Linked DNA regions of Mus musculus: region 1 is linked to region 2. The links are chromatin contacts, called in public Hi-C maps. All regions are on one chromosome and are shown on one strand. The core of a region is the stretch at or near the end of the contact, and the rest is flanking DNA. Distances in the headings are between cores, read along the strand shown.

Region 1 (6,810 bases), core at 2,615-5,114, 150 kb after region 2:
TTATAAAAAGATCATCCTAACTTACGGTGTGTCTCCAAATTAGGGGTTTAGCATTCACAGCATTGGCTGTTGTTATAACAAAACACCTGAGGCAGTATACCTTATAAAGAAATGGGGGCTTTTGGTTTTTGTTTCAGTTTGGGAAGCTGAACATCCAAGGTCAGATGGTTTTAATCAGCAGTGATGGCCTTCTGGCTACATTGTAGCATAGTAGATAGCATCATTTGGGGGTTCATAAGAAAGACCCAAAGGATTTACCATCCATGCCACTTATGCCTCAACTCACCCTTACAACTCAACGGTCTAGGAAAGAAGAGTGGTTTTTAATGCAGAGAACACCTAGACTAGATGCCACCTTTTCAAAAAGTTCCAGCCCCACAGCACAAGGCACCATGCTTTCAACAAAGGGGCCTCCGGGAATTCACTCATGCCATCTCCAAACCATGGCAGGGACTAGGTAAGAGTTGAGACGAGAGTCATATCTCCTGACCTTTAGGGATATTAGTCTGGTAACCATGTATTTAAAGAGGATATCTTTCAAACACAGAAAGACAGCTTAGTCCAAAGCCAACTCCTCAGTTCTATATGTGAGGGAAATACTCGGGGCTACGGCCAATCCTTCCTACTGCTGAGAAGATCTCAGAACAAGAGAGAAAGGAGGAAGGAGCTCACTCATAAGCAGCGTGGGTACCAGGTATGTAGACAAGCTCTGAGCTGGGCCCCGTAGGAGGGTCGGGTAGAAGAGAAACCACTGAGTGGTCCATAACACAGATCACTGCTGGGGGCGGGGGGCTTTCCAGAGCTTGGGGCGGCGACCTTCACCCTTGGCAGGCAACATGACTTCCTTGGCTAGAACTCTGTTTTCAGAATCCCACAGCCTAGGTTTACCCACTGCCTGTCCTGACTGCTCTCCTCAGAGCAGGTTTCTCTAGCCTCTCCCAAGAGCAGAGGATGTAGGAACCCCAGGGAACGCTCTCCCCTTCTTCCATTCTCCATCAAAGATAGCTGAGCAGCCTACCACGGAGGCCATTTTTCAGACACTTTGAGCTCTGGGCCAGCACACTGATGGGTATGAACACCCAGAAGGTGAACAGGGAGAGGGAAGCAACTGGTGGCAAGAAGGAGACTGCGGTGCCTCAAAAACTCCGCTGCTCTCAGCCGGCAACATGAGACGCTGTGTATAATTAAAGGAGTCTAATCAAACGCCCCGAATTTTTAACAATTGTTTTAGATTTGATGAGTCAAACTAATTACATCTTTCGTTATTTCTAAAGTAAACAATAAAAGACCCGGAATCCCGTCTCAAAAGAAAGGAGAGCAAGATGGTTGAGATGTTATTCATAAATCCCCTCCATCTACAGACTTGGTGGACAGAAAGGCAGCCGGGCTTAAATGGGTGAAAAGAAGCAATCAGAGACAAGGTGATCCAGAGTTCCAGTCTGGCAGAAAGACGAAGGTGTCCCAGATGCAGCCCCTTACGGTGGTAAGGGTTGTGTGTGAGGTGGTGAGCCTGTGGATGGAATGGTGATGATCCCGGGAGAGAGCGAGCTGGGCAATTCTGACACAACTCAACACAAGCTAGAATCACCTAAGAAGAGGCTTTTGGTGAGAGATTGTCTAGATCAGGCTAGCCAGTGGGCATTTCTGGGGGGGGACTGTCTGGATTGGCGGGAAGACCCATTTGTGGACACTGTCATTCCGCGGGCTAAGAGTTGAGAAATCTAACAAGCAAGCAAGCACAGAAGAATGTCTGCACTCTGACTGTGGCTAGAGCTCCTATGTTGGCTTTCCTACAAGGAGGGATCCCAACTTGGAAATGTCAGACAAATCAAGGAAACTAGAATAGAGCAAGGTGTGAGAGTTGTGTGATACGGTTGAGGCTGGTGGTGGTGATGAGGGAGGCTGTACTAGGACAGTGATCGTGGTGGTGGTGGTGGTGGTGGTGGTGGTGGTGGTGGTGGTGGTGGTGGGGTGATTGTGGTAATGGTGGTGATGAGGGGGGCTATACTAGGACAGTGATCGTGGTGGTGGTGGTGGGGTGATTGTGGTAATGGTGGTGATGGTGGTAGTAGTGGTTATGATGATGGTAGTGGTGGTGACAGTGATAGTCCTAAGGGAGTTTCTGAAGGCAGTATTGAAGGTGACCAGGACAGTAGTTACATGCCTGCTAAGGACAGAAAACCGTTCAACAACGCACAGTCTCTTCAAGCCCCCAAGAACGTTATGATGTCTCTGCTCCCTTATCCCGGCTTCTTCTTTCTGAGTAAAGCAATTTCAGCTCCCAGCTCACTTCGCATATCCTGCCAGCCTTACACACGCGGCCCACCATCTCCCTATAAGTGGACCCCCCTCTTCCTCGTTTGCCACCAACCATGGAGAGTAGCTCCATCTTATCCTCAGTCCTAAGGGGCTCTGCTGGGAGCATCTGTAGACCTCGGCCTTGGGTCCTCTGATTGCTCTTGCAGAAAAACGATGACGCTGAAGGCATTGCACACCTGAGTCTCCTCTACACCACGTTCTGAGAGAGCTATAATATCACACCCAGATGAACCACCCACAAAAACCCCAAGTAAACCTAGGGGTGATCTATGCCATTCTCCAGACCCATCTGATTTGTATTAAATTTTCCAATAATGACAGCTACTGCAAATGGATCTCACATGAATTATTTCATTTAATAATCTTGAAACTCCCAAGAGCCATTATCCTTAGTTTCCAATGAAGAAAACAAGAGGCTCTGAGCATAGCTAACTGGCCCTGTCCCACGGGCAGCCAGGAGAAGCTCTTCACTTAGAAGCCCGGCAGTCTGGCACCAGACATAGAATTCCTCGACTCCACTGCACTGCCTCTCTGGGGACAGCCCCCTGACAAGCTTTGACAAATGGTACCCCCATCCTTTGTTAGTAAATGTCAGGCTGAAGGGTGTTAATTTCAAATGGTGACTATTCTTTTAAGATTTGCTAGTCACCCTTGATTGACTCAATTTTACAAATTCTGTAGTCAAAAACAAAATAAGCAAAAAATAATTTAAAAGGATACAAAACATCAAACCAAACCAAACAAAACAAAACAACAACAACAACAGCAGCAGCGGCAGCAAAAAACAGTCATATTACTTCAATTAAGACAACATCAGCCCCTCACTGACTCTAGACTGCAAGAGTTATAATCCATTTCCCTATTTTATCCTGTTGAGGTGGAATTCCATATATGGAATTCCTTAGAAATTACATAACAACGTAATAAGAGCATTCTGTAACTCGCATGGTGAGGTTTCTGCTGCAACCTGGAAGGGGACCTGCTGCACCAAGCTTTTACTGATCATCTTCTGGGTCCAAACTCCATTTCTATGTCCCTGGAAATGAAGACTTTAGAATTTCTCTTGTAAACATCCTCCAGTGGATAGAGAGAGAGAGAGAGAGAGAGAGAGAGAGAGAGAGAGAGAGAGAGAGAGAGAGAGAGAGAGAGAGAGAGGTGACAGATAAATGACAGCTTTGCATTGCCAAGGGTTAAATGTTTTTCCTGAGGGAGGCCTAAGCCTCCATACCATGAGAACAAGTGTCAGGCGCTAATGGAATTGTTCCATGATAAATAAACTGCCAGGCTGGATGACAAGCAGCTTTCAAAGAGGCTTTCCATATAGTCTAACCAGCAGAAGTTAATTTGAGTTTCTTAACAGGACCTTTTCCCTTCGCAGTGTAAAAGTGCCTTGGGATGAAGCAATTACTCTGATTTACCATCTTCTCCTTGGTAGAATATAAAGATGCGGCGAGCCTCACAAAAGCAGTAACTTAGCCAAATGAGACTGGCTTGCAAAGTCCCTACTATGCTATTTCCAAGCACTCCCTCCCTGGCAGCAGCACGGAGCTGCCATCAATCACGGGTGCCCGAGCTGACGCGGGTGGAGGAGGCTGCTTCCTCTCAGGGCTGTGCATGTTGGAGGCAATCAATCATGTTTCCCTACAGCAAACGCTCAGTTAAGATTTGTCTTCACTTTGCAGCATGTTTCCCAATCTCAGCTTCTAGGAACTCGAAGAGCTGCTTATGGCTCTGCCGAGTTTCACAGCATTCATTGCCTGTGTTTTAACCAGGATGCTTTTCTACACAGTCACTGTCTTAGCCACTCTGGGTCATTGAGCTGGCGCCTCAGGTTTGAGGTTATCAAGATGGCCAAGTTGAATCTCCCAAGTAGATCAGGCTCCTGGGCATAGAGCTGGGCAGACTGAGTGTTAGCCCTTAAGGAATGCACTGTCCTCTCCTGAATCCAGCCCCTCGATATGCCTGCCCAGAACCACCTTGGAGATACGCACCTACTGGTTGGAGCAGGCTTTCTGCAAAGGAATGAATAAATTCAGGCTACTTCTACCTGCTGCCCTGAATTAATTTACCTGTCAGGCACAGAACTAGCTGATGGCCAGGGTGAAATCCAGCAGAGCTGACTTTCAACAGAATATGCACGGGACCAACATACCTTCTGATCATACAGGACAACAATTCCATATAGACAGCATGGCTGAATTACTTATAGGGGAGGGGAGAGGATCTGTTTCTGCACAGGGCAGTTTATCAGCTTAACCTGGAGCCTCGTAGGTCAACAGAGTGGGAACAAATAAGGGACAACATTTTGATGCTCTCCAGCCCTGACAGAAAACACGTAACATTCCCTGAGAATAAAGCTGTAATCATGCCACCACAAAGCTGGACCGGGGTGTAGAGCCTTGTCACAGAGCATCTGGCAAACCAGGCAGATTCTCTCTCTATTTTCTGACCTGCAACACTGCCCCCTTACCTGCCCCACCCAACCAGATTCTATTTGTCTCCTCTGAGCTCTGCAGCTTGCCCCCATGCCCACATTCCACAGACAAACTCACTTTGTCCCATGTGCTCACTGTCTTGGGGTTTCCTGGCCTTTTGAGAGAGACATATTCAGGCATTTGAGACACCAGTCTTTAAGAAGGGAAAGCGAGCAGTTCTCCCTGCCTGTTCCTCTCACGTGGCCCTTCCCTGTCAGCCAGTTTCTGACACTTGTTGGCTCTCCCCAGCGCCTGGCCTGGTCTCCTGTCCGCACGATCTGCTTCTGCTGCTCATGGCCAGCTCGTTACTTCCCTGCAGGGCTAACCCATGGGCAGGATCACTTCCCAACCTCCTACTGCTAACACTGTCTTGACTGGGTGCCTGAGGTACTTCTAACCCCCTTCTGCTTCCCTGTACTACCCCGGGGCTCAAAGGGGCTGCCATGCTAACTGAGTCTTTCCTCCCATTACAGTCCCCTGACCAATGTCTGACTCCAGCACTGCTCATCATAACGTCCAGTCAATCCCTAGACCAGATACAGCTAAGCGGTGCTGGCTCTCCTCCACTGGAACCTCCCTACCCATAATCACCACTGGGTCCATCCAAGACCCCAGGGGCCTTCCCATGCGTCTCCTAGCTTTTCTTTCTGACAGTTAAGTGTCCCTCTGCATCTACTCTGGTTTGAGCGTGACTAGAATGGTCCTCTTCGGTCCATGCGTGAAGGACTTAGTCCCCAAGGTGGTGTTACTAGGAGGTAGTGGAACTTTGGAAAGAGGGGCTCTTCAGTCATTGATAGCACAGCCACTAAAAGGGCAATGGAGGCATTAATAGCCCTCTTCTCTCAACTCTGGTTCAAGATGTATGCACTTTGTTTCCATACATGCTCCCACCATGGTACTCCACCTCACCAGAGACTACTCTGATGGCCTCGCTTGGTTTTGGATTGAAATATACAAGACTTTGTGCTGAATAAAACTTTTCATTACCTAAGCTTAGCTGCCTCCGGTATCTGAAGTAAAGCAAATCTGACCAATCTGACACTAAAGCCACGTGGCATTTCTTATCAGGTCACTGCCCTGCCCTGAGGACAGAGGGCTGACTCAGGACCCCACTCACCCATCCTCAGTCTGAGATAGGCTAGTCTCTAGGCCACAGTCTCTCTCTGAGCCTGAGTCACTTAAACACCTTTGCTTTCCAGCTGCTCACCGCACCCTAAGCCCAAACCTCTCCCTTGAGTAATACTTCTCCTCCTGAGCATGCCCAGATGCATCCTGGTATACCCAAGGGCCTCCTGCATCCTACAGAGAACGCTGCAGCTTCACAGTGACTGTGCCTATGCAGAATCGCCCTCTGCACCGCAGCTCCCTCAGAAGTCGATCTGTGCTGATCTGTGAAACTGCGCCCTCCGTGCCTGGCGCAGAGTGGGCACTGGAAATTTCTGTTAAAAACTTTAAAAATACATAGTAAACAGAAGTTCTTTTTATCTCCTTCCTTGCCCAAACGTCATCCACAGATATAAAGCAACTCCAACAAATACAACTAAAATCATTTGCACACCGAGTCCTGAACTTTCTTTAAGATTCTGGAATTTAACAATCATGGGAATCATATTACAGGTGATTCTGAGCAACTGCCTGGTGCTGGGGGCGTGTAAAGAAGTTTGCCCTTGCTACCATGTTTGTCCCTCTCTGCAAAGCTGTTATATAGCACTTGCCACTGTTTGAAAAAGCATTTTAATAAATGAATATATAAATACAAAAGTGAAATAAAATCCATGTGCCATAAACATTATTATAATCAGCTTGCAAAATAAAGACCTTTCATCAATAATACAAAAAAGAAAAAGTGGGGCTTAGAAAATTAACGCTATTTTCCCAAAGCACAAAATCATTACAACCAGGAGTTTTAGTCCTTAGCAACTGTGGATATTAAAAACATTGTAGGCTCTAAAATACTATGTTTCTTAATTCACAAATTAAGTAACACTTCTAACCTACAAAGTGTCAGCCAGACATG
Region 2 (6,444 bases), core at 1,136-3,635:
AAGAATGATGCCTTATTTAAAATATATAATAGTTCCCAGAATAGATGCTCTCATCTTTCAAGTCTCTATCTCTTCTATCGTCAAGCTATCATTATCTATGTTAGAAATTATTTTTCAGAGATCTGTGTGCATACAATGGTAATTTGCATCAAATCAATGTAATTCCACAACCCTCAATTTGGAAAAAAAAAAAGTAACAGAGAACACTGTGTGTGGTTTTCATAATAAATACAAGTTTTAAATATGAGCCTTGAGCTGATCACTCTGGGTGGATGTTTTAATTTTTTTGAGAGACGTTTTGCATAGACCACATTAGCAGTGAAATCGCTTTGACTTGCAGCCCTTGATTCTACAGTAGCAACATGCTAATTAACCAAATTATCCTTGCAAACTTATTATCTTGATTTCTCCAACTTGTAAAATTCATTATCTATCAAAATGAAAAACCCAATCTCATAAAAGACAATCAAGACGCAGGCGGCAGATACAAAAGGCCCAGGCTTTCCTGATGTGCTGCAGTAACAGCCAGATTCTCTTCCACTTCTGACCACCAATCACTGGCAGTAAACTTTCATCTCTGTTTACCATGTGGTGTGTGATACGGCGGTGCTGGTAGTCCCCAGAGAAGTAATGTTTTAAGGGAAAAACCACCTCAAGTGTTTTTGCTATAGTTCTGGAAGACAGTATGAAGATCAGGAACAAGTAACAAGCATTCATTCACTCATTCATTCATTCATTCATTCATTCATGCATGCCTCCTTATACACTTGCTCAGCATTTATTAAGCATCTCTTATGGGCTCGTCAACGCAGATGGACCAGTGAGAGATAAGAAAGGCTCCCAGGTAACGGGTATTAGAAAGTGAACACAGGTTCTTGGGATCACAGACTAGGAGCCGCTATCTCGGATCTGGGGAATGAGAAAGGTTCCTAGAGAGAATGCTGCATCAAGGGGAAAAAAAAGGAGTCAGTCAGCTGAATTTGTGGCCTGAAGGTAAGTAATCGAGGCAGGACCCAGGGGTAGAGCCAGAGGTGGTGACAGTCTTGCAGAGAAGGAATTAAAGTTTGAAGTGCAGACTGGGAAAACATGGCTGGACCAACATACGGGGGCTGAGAACACAGGGCATTGCAGATCACAGCCAGGAATCTGGCTGTCCTGAGCTTGGGAGAGGCTGGTAAAATGTAGGCTTTGGGAAGCTGGTTCTGTGCACACTGTGGCGAGCTAGTTAGACAGGGGATAGATGCCAAAGGTCAGTGGGCAACCTCCTGGAATAATCTAGGCTGGAAAGGGTGGTGCTCTGACCTGGACAGGAGGTGGGGGAATAAGAGGGGGCGGGGAAGGAGAGAAAGGGGGAGGAGGGAGGGAGAATGAGAATATGAAAACTTGTTTGGAGAAGAACTGACTGAGAGGGAGGCAGGCGGAGAGAAGGATCCAATAGCTTTAGCAGCCACTTGACAACAATATTCACCCAGGAGGAAAAGGTGTTAAGAGATGTGAGGTAAGGTTAAGGTAGAGGTGTTAAAAACCTGTGGGAATGGGGATAGCCGGACAGGTGAGCATGACATCCAGGAAACAGAACAGGGTTCAAGGAATACATCAGCACCTATCAGCAACGAGAATAACAGGAGGAGATAATGAAAGCCACCAACATCCCAGATAGCTAGAGGAAGGGAGGACATGAAAGCCAGGAGGAATCTTAAAAAAGGGTACAGTGGGGAGAGATGCCAGACACGCACTTGACCACAAGTGCTGCCATGAGCATCATCCCTGTGCCCCCCATGAGCATGTGTGGGGTCGTGACCTTCTCAGTACAAGTTGATTTACAGGTATGGAACGAAAGTCAGGCAGCAGAGAAGGCAAAGTGGGAACTAAGCTGCTGAGAGCTTAGCCTCCCTAGGAGTTGGGGAGGAGCTCCAGGGAATGCAGCTCTGGAGAAAACCCGCCTTGTCTCTATGATTTGTTGTTGTTGTTGTTGTTGTTGTTGTTAGTCAGATCAAAGTGCTTTGGAACACTTACACGTGTACTCCGAATACAGGAAGCTACCGGAGACACAGTGGTTACAAAGCAGTAGAAATGCTTGCTAGCTCTTGAGTCAGCTACAGTGGAGGATGGGGTGTGGGAGCATGGGAGAGGGTTGGTCCCAAGTGGGAAGAGAGCGCCCAGAAGGAAGGAGGGAGGGGCAACATGGAAGAATGGCCAAGTGTCTAGCATCAGCAGCCTGGATTACAGGGCTCCAGGAAGGTGGGGTCTCTGCCCGGTTCACTCAGCTATCCTGGTGCCCAGAACCGTGAGAAGCTGAAGCCAGCAGGTCCTACGACACCCAAGGGAGATGCTAGTCTGCCAAGTACAGGGACTGTGAAACACTTACTTGGGGTCAGTGGCACAGCAAGCAGATCAGCCCAGTCAGGCATTCCCAAACGCTGGCCACACCAAATGCTTCCTCAGTAGAAAAGCTTACTCTGTGCCAGAAGCCTGGCAGATAAGGGCACAGCATCTGAAGAGGGACAGAGCAACTGAGGTGATAGAGTTCCATGAGTGGGATGTTCAGAAAATGTTTCTAAAAGAGCCTCTTTGGGTACTAAGGTTAAAGGCAGTGGCGGATTGTGATCTAGCCTTGGTAGGTCTCTGGGTTCTCTCCCAAACACCCTTGCCCCAATAAAAGATCCCTTGGGGAACTGAGGACAAAGAAATACTGATGAGGACAGGGTATGACCAGTGCTCACAGTGAGCTGAGTCGAGTTCCTTGAAGGGAGAGTGCATAGTAAGGGAGGCAAGTCCAGCATAGCCCGGGGACCCTGCTGCGTGGCATGGGGCCCACACTGCAACCTCCACTGCTGGCTGCTGGGTATGCCACTGCAGCAGGGCCTGATGGGGAAGACGGCCTGACCTTAACATGGTCACACAGTCCCCACGCTAACACAGGCAGCCGTTCTGGGGAGATCCGGGCAGCGTGGTACTAGGACAGGGCGTGGTGACATGTACTTGGGACCAACATGCAAAGCCCATCTGTTTGACAGGATTTCTAGGTCAGAGTGAGAACTGAATGACAACACCAGGCGGAGATGAAGTGGGGCCCCAGAGGGGGCTGGTGCAACACTGAGTTCACTCACACACTTGAGGGAGCAAGCGTGATCTTATCCAGCTTCACATCTTAAGTGTTGACATCATGCCACACGTTTTCATGTCTAGACGTCTGTTCATTAGGACTGCAAACCTTTTCAAGGAGGACTTACAACACAGTAACTCTAAAGTTTAAGAAACTTTTATTTATTTTTTGATGCATATGAGTGTTTTGCCTGCGTGTATGTCTGTGCACCGTGTGTGTGTGTGTGTGTGTGTGTGTGTGTGTCCCATGGAGACTAGATCCCTTGGGATGAAGTCACAGATGGTTGTGAGCTGTCATGTGGGTGCTGGGAATCACACTCAGGCCATCCAGAAAAGCAATGGATTCTGCTAACCATTTTGCACCATCTCTCTAGGCCCTGTTGAAAGGTTTCCAAAATCTGGTGACCTATACAGCTGCTAGACATATACTTAAAAATGTTCTTTATTAAATACAAAAATCATAAAGAGAAATGAGAGTAGGAACTTAGGATGTGGCTCAGTGGTAGGATGTTTGCCCAGCATTTGCAGCACCCTGGGTTCCAGCCCCAGCACCTTAAAAACCTGTACTAGAGAAGAGTGCTCTAGCAAAGGCCACGCAGAAGGCGACTCGAGTGGATCAGGGGCACAGCTGGGTGGCACAGAACATATCTGGCAGGTACAAGGCTCTGTGATCCTTAGCAATAAAATAAATTTTTTGTGCAAACATTGCATAACACACGAATCTGTCCAGGCACACCGCGCCTTTACACAGCTACCATTTCTCTGTTGTGAAAAGCATTTGGAATGCTTTCCCTAATGTTTTTGAAATATATAATGTATCATCCTACTACACAACAGAACACCAGAATCTAGTTCCCCTAGAATGCACACACACACACTATTTTTAAACTGTCAATTCAAAAGAAGAAGAAGAAGAAGAAGAAGAAGAAGAAGAAGAAGAAGAAGAAGAAGAAGAAGAAGAAGAAGTAGTAGTAAAAATAAGTGATGTTATTGAGGGTGATTTGTACATTTTAAAGTCTGGCTGCCTACTGTGGTCTTGCATGCATTAATATTTTCTGCTTTATACAGAAGACATAGCAACTGAAGTCTCACTTGTGGGTACAGATAAGAGCTCTCACTCTCTGTTCCATGAGACTCACAGTTGAGCACTATTTTTCTGACACCACCCCCTTAAACTTAGAGAGGGTAAGATGGAGAAGATACCCCTAGAGTTTGAATGGGTTATATCATGTCAGCGTGTAGTCCCACTGTGAGGAGGAGGCCTGTGAGACCACTCCCTTGTTGCAATACTCCAGCTCCTAGCCTCTTGTACTGTGTTGGTGGGGCTGGACTGGGCACTCCACCTGTCAAGGAGGGCTGATTCTCAAAGGAGCACATCTCCATAGGTTTCCTCTCTGCTTGTCTTCCAGTAAATCACTTCTCCTGCCCACTGAGCCTCTAGGGCACTGAGCGCATCTATTGTTTTGTAGGTATTTTCTGCCCCTCCTGGATGGAACACATATATAAATGGAGTATTTTTCACTGCTGCTGCCATAACCAAATGGCACAATCCACAAAGTATGTCAGGAAAACCCAATGACATAGCTGCAAATGTTGACAGACACTCATGGACAGGCTGAGGTACCGTCCCCTGCTAGGATAGACGCTAAAGGCAGGCTGCTGACGGTTTCCGAGTTATCTAACAAAGCCTTCCATCCCGCACATGATGGGATGATTCCTAACTGTGCAGCAGATGCGAAAGGAGAATACTGAGAATCAAAGCAGGACATGCTCAGAAGGAGCTTCCGTAACTCAGGGTTAGGGGTTCCCGTAGCTGTCACCCCAAAGCCTACTAGTTCAGACCCACCTCTCTTACAGACTAAACTCCTTTAGACTCATAGCACAGCATGCAGACTGCAGCCAGATGGCCCTGCAGTGAGTCACTTGGACACCTCTGGTAGGTAAGAATATAATCCTTTACACAGGGCTTCCAGTTTCAACCTAATGGACTAACGGTGATTTTTTTTTAATGAAGAATTTATCTATAGATGAAATAAAAACACATGCAATTTCTGTCCTTAACATTCAGATGATCAAAAACAAGAAGAACGCAACACTATGAAATGCCCTAACTTATCCTTGAATAAGATTCTAGGTTTTGTTTAGTGAACTCTCTATATAAACATTAGGCTTATTTTGGCTGGTTTTTCTATAATCAGCAATGGGGTGTATTAATGTTATTCCTTGACAGTTCTCCCAGGGTTGATTTTTGTCACTGGTGGGCTTCAATTTGTCATGAGTTAAATCTTTAGGGTTGGAAACAAATTAAAAAAAAAAGATAAAAGAAGCAGTACAAACTTTTATAAAAAGCAGCTCTGCTCTGCAGTGGAGGAGCTGTGACCTGAGCCAGCTCTCCAAATGACCCAAGCGAGTCACTCAGAACAAGTCATCTCTTTGTCTCTCCTGTTCCCGTAGGCACAGAGCAGCTAATATGTTTTCATCTGGGGCAAGGAGCACATAGATGTTTGAGTACAAGGCCTCTCTTGTCCCACCACCCGGAGCCTGGCCATGTGACAGGCTTTAATGATGCGCAAGCCATATGACACTGTTTATCATGCACAGATCACTCCAGAGATGGTGTGTAGCAGGGAGCTTCAGTGTTCTGGGAAATTAAGGGGGGGGGGACCAAAAATGACTGCCCTGTACTTGCCTGAAGGCCATTCCATTATAAAGTCAGGAAATGGATCTTCAGAATTTAAACAAGCATGCTTTACCTCTTTCATATAAACAGTAGTATGGAACCCTATGTGTATACCCAGGATGGATAACTCACACTAGGGATGATAGCCAGGAATGGGGTCTGTTCAGACTGCACACTCAAATGGTCTCTAAACTCAAACCAGAACCTCAAGTATTGGCCCCTTGGTTGTTATTATAAGGCACAGCACTTAGTGGGGATGCCCTCAGCAAAGTGTAACAAAAAACCTTCTTGTATATAAAGCTTGTATATCCTGGATCCCAGCCCTGCACTCCTTCCATTATGTTGTAAAGGGCTTTTATTGGCTGAGCAAATGTTAATGCCATTCTATGTTAATGGGAGATGCTCTGAAAGGCACCGAAGTATTATTCCACTTGGATCTTTGGAGGCAAGATAGAGCATGACTTGCAGAACTACCTACTTGGAGCATATGTCGGCCCTCACGGCCCATCTCTACAGGACTCGGTGATAATTTCGCCCTCGGCTGAGAGAATTCTATAATTACGCACAGATTTATTAGGTCCCAGGATTAAAAATTCTCTGAGTAAGAGTAAAAAAAGTAATGATACTTTAGAATGTATGGTAATATTCAAATGACTTGA

The links. Hi-C and Micro-C count contacts between places; a contact is called where the count stands out from the background.
Region 1: a Hi-C map of 3T3-L1-derived adipocytes shows a contact between it and region 2, with 5 times the contacts expected there. The contact joins two enhancer-like sites. A contact is called at or near these places in 5 of 39 promoter capture datasets (the 3T3-L1 cell line, the C10 cell line, the HPC-7 cell line and 1 more), 9 of 484 Hi-C or Micro-C datasets (the 3T3-L1 cell line, 3T3-L1-derived adipocytes, cerebellar granule neurons and 4 more), 1 of 115 datasets of contacts at active chromatin or transcription factors (embryonic basal ganglia) and 1 of 9 other capture datasets (embryonic stem cells).

The regions. Positions count from the first base shown.
Region 1 is chr1:38,541,872-38,548,681 of GRCm38.p6, forward strand. The region is part of intron 1 of Aff3 (AF4/FMR2 family, member 3); the gene reads right to left. Among named protein-coding and RNA genes, the nearest start is that of Aff3, 82 kb to the right of the region's middle. Within about 2 kb of position 3,865, at least 40 of the 459 cell types and tissues checked have an H3K27ac peak or open chromatin away from gene starts, as enhancers often do. A contact at or near this core is called in 3T3-L1-derived adipocytes, where this site is marked.
Region 2 is chr1:38,396,421-38,402,864 of GRCm38.p6, forward strand. All of the region lies in intron 5 of Aff3 (AF4/FMR2 family, member 3), which reads right to left. Among named protein-coding and RNA genes, the nearest start is that of Gm16150, 180 kb to the left of the region's middle. Within about 2 kb of position 2,386, at least 18 of the 459 cell types and tissues checked have an H3K27ac peak or open chromatin away from gene starts, as enhancers often do. A contact at or near this core is called in 3T3-L1-derived adipocytes, where this site is marked.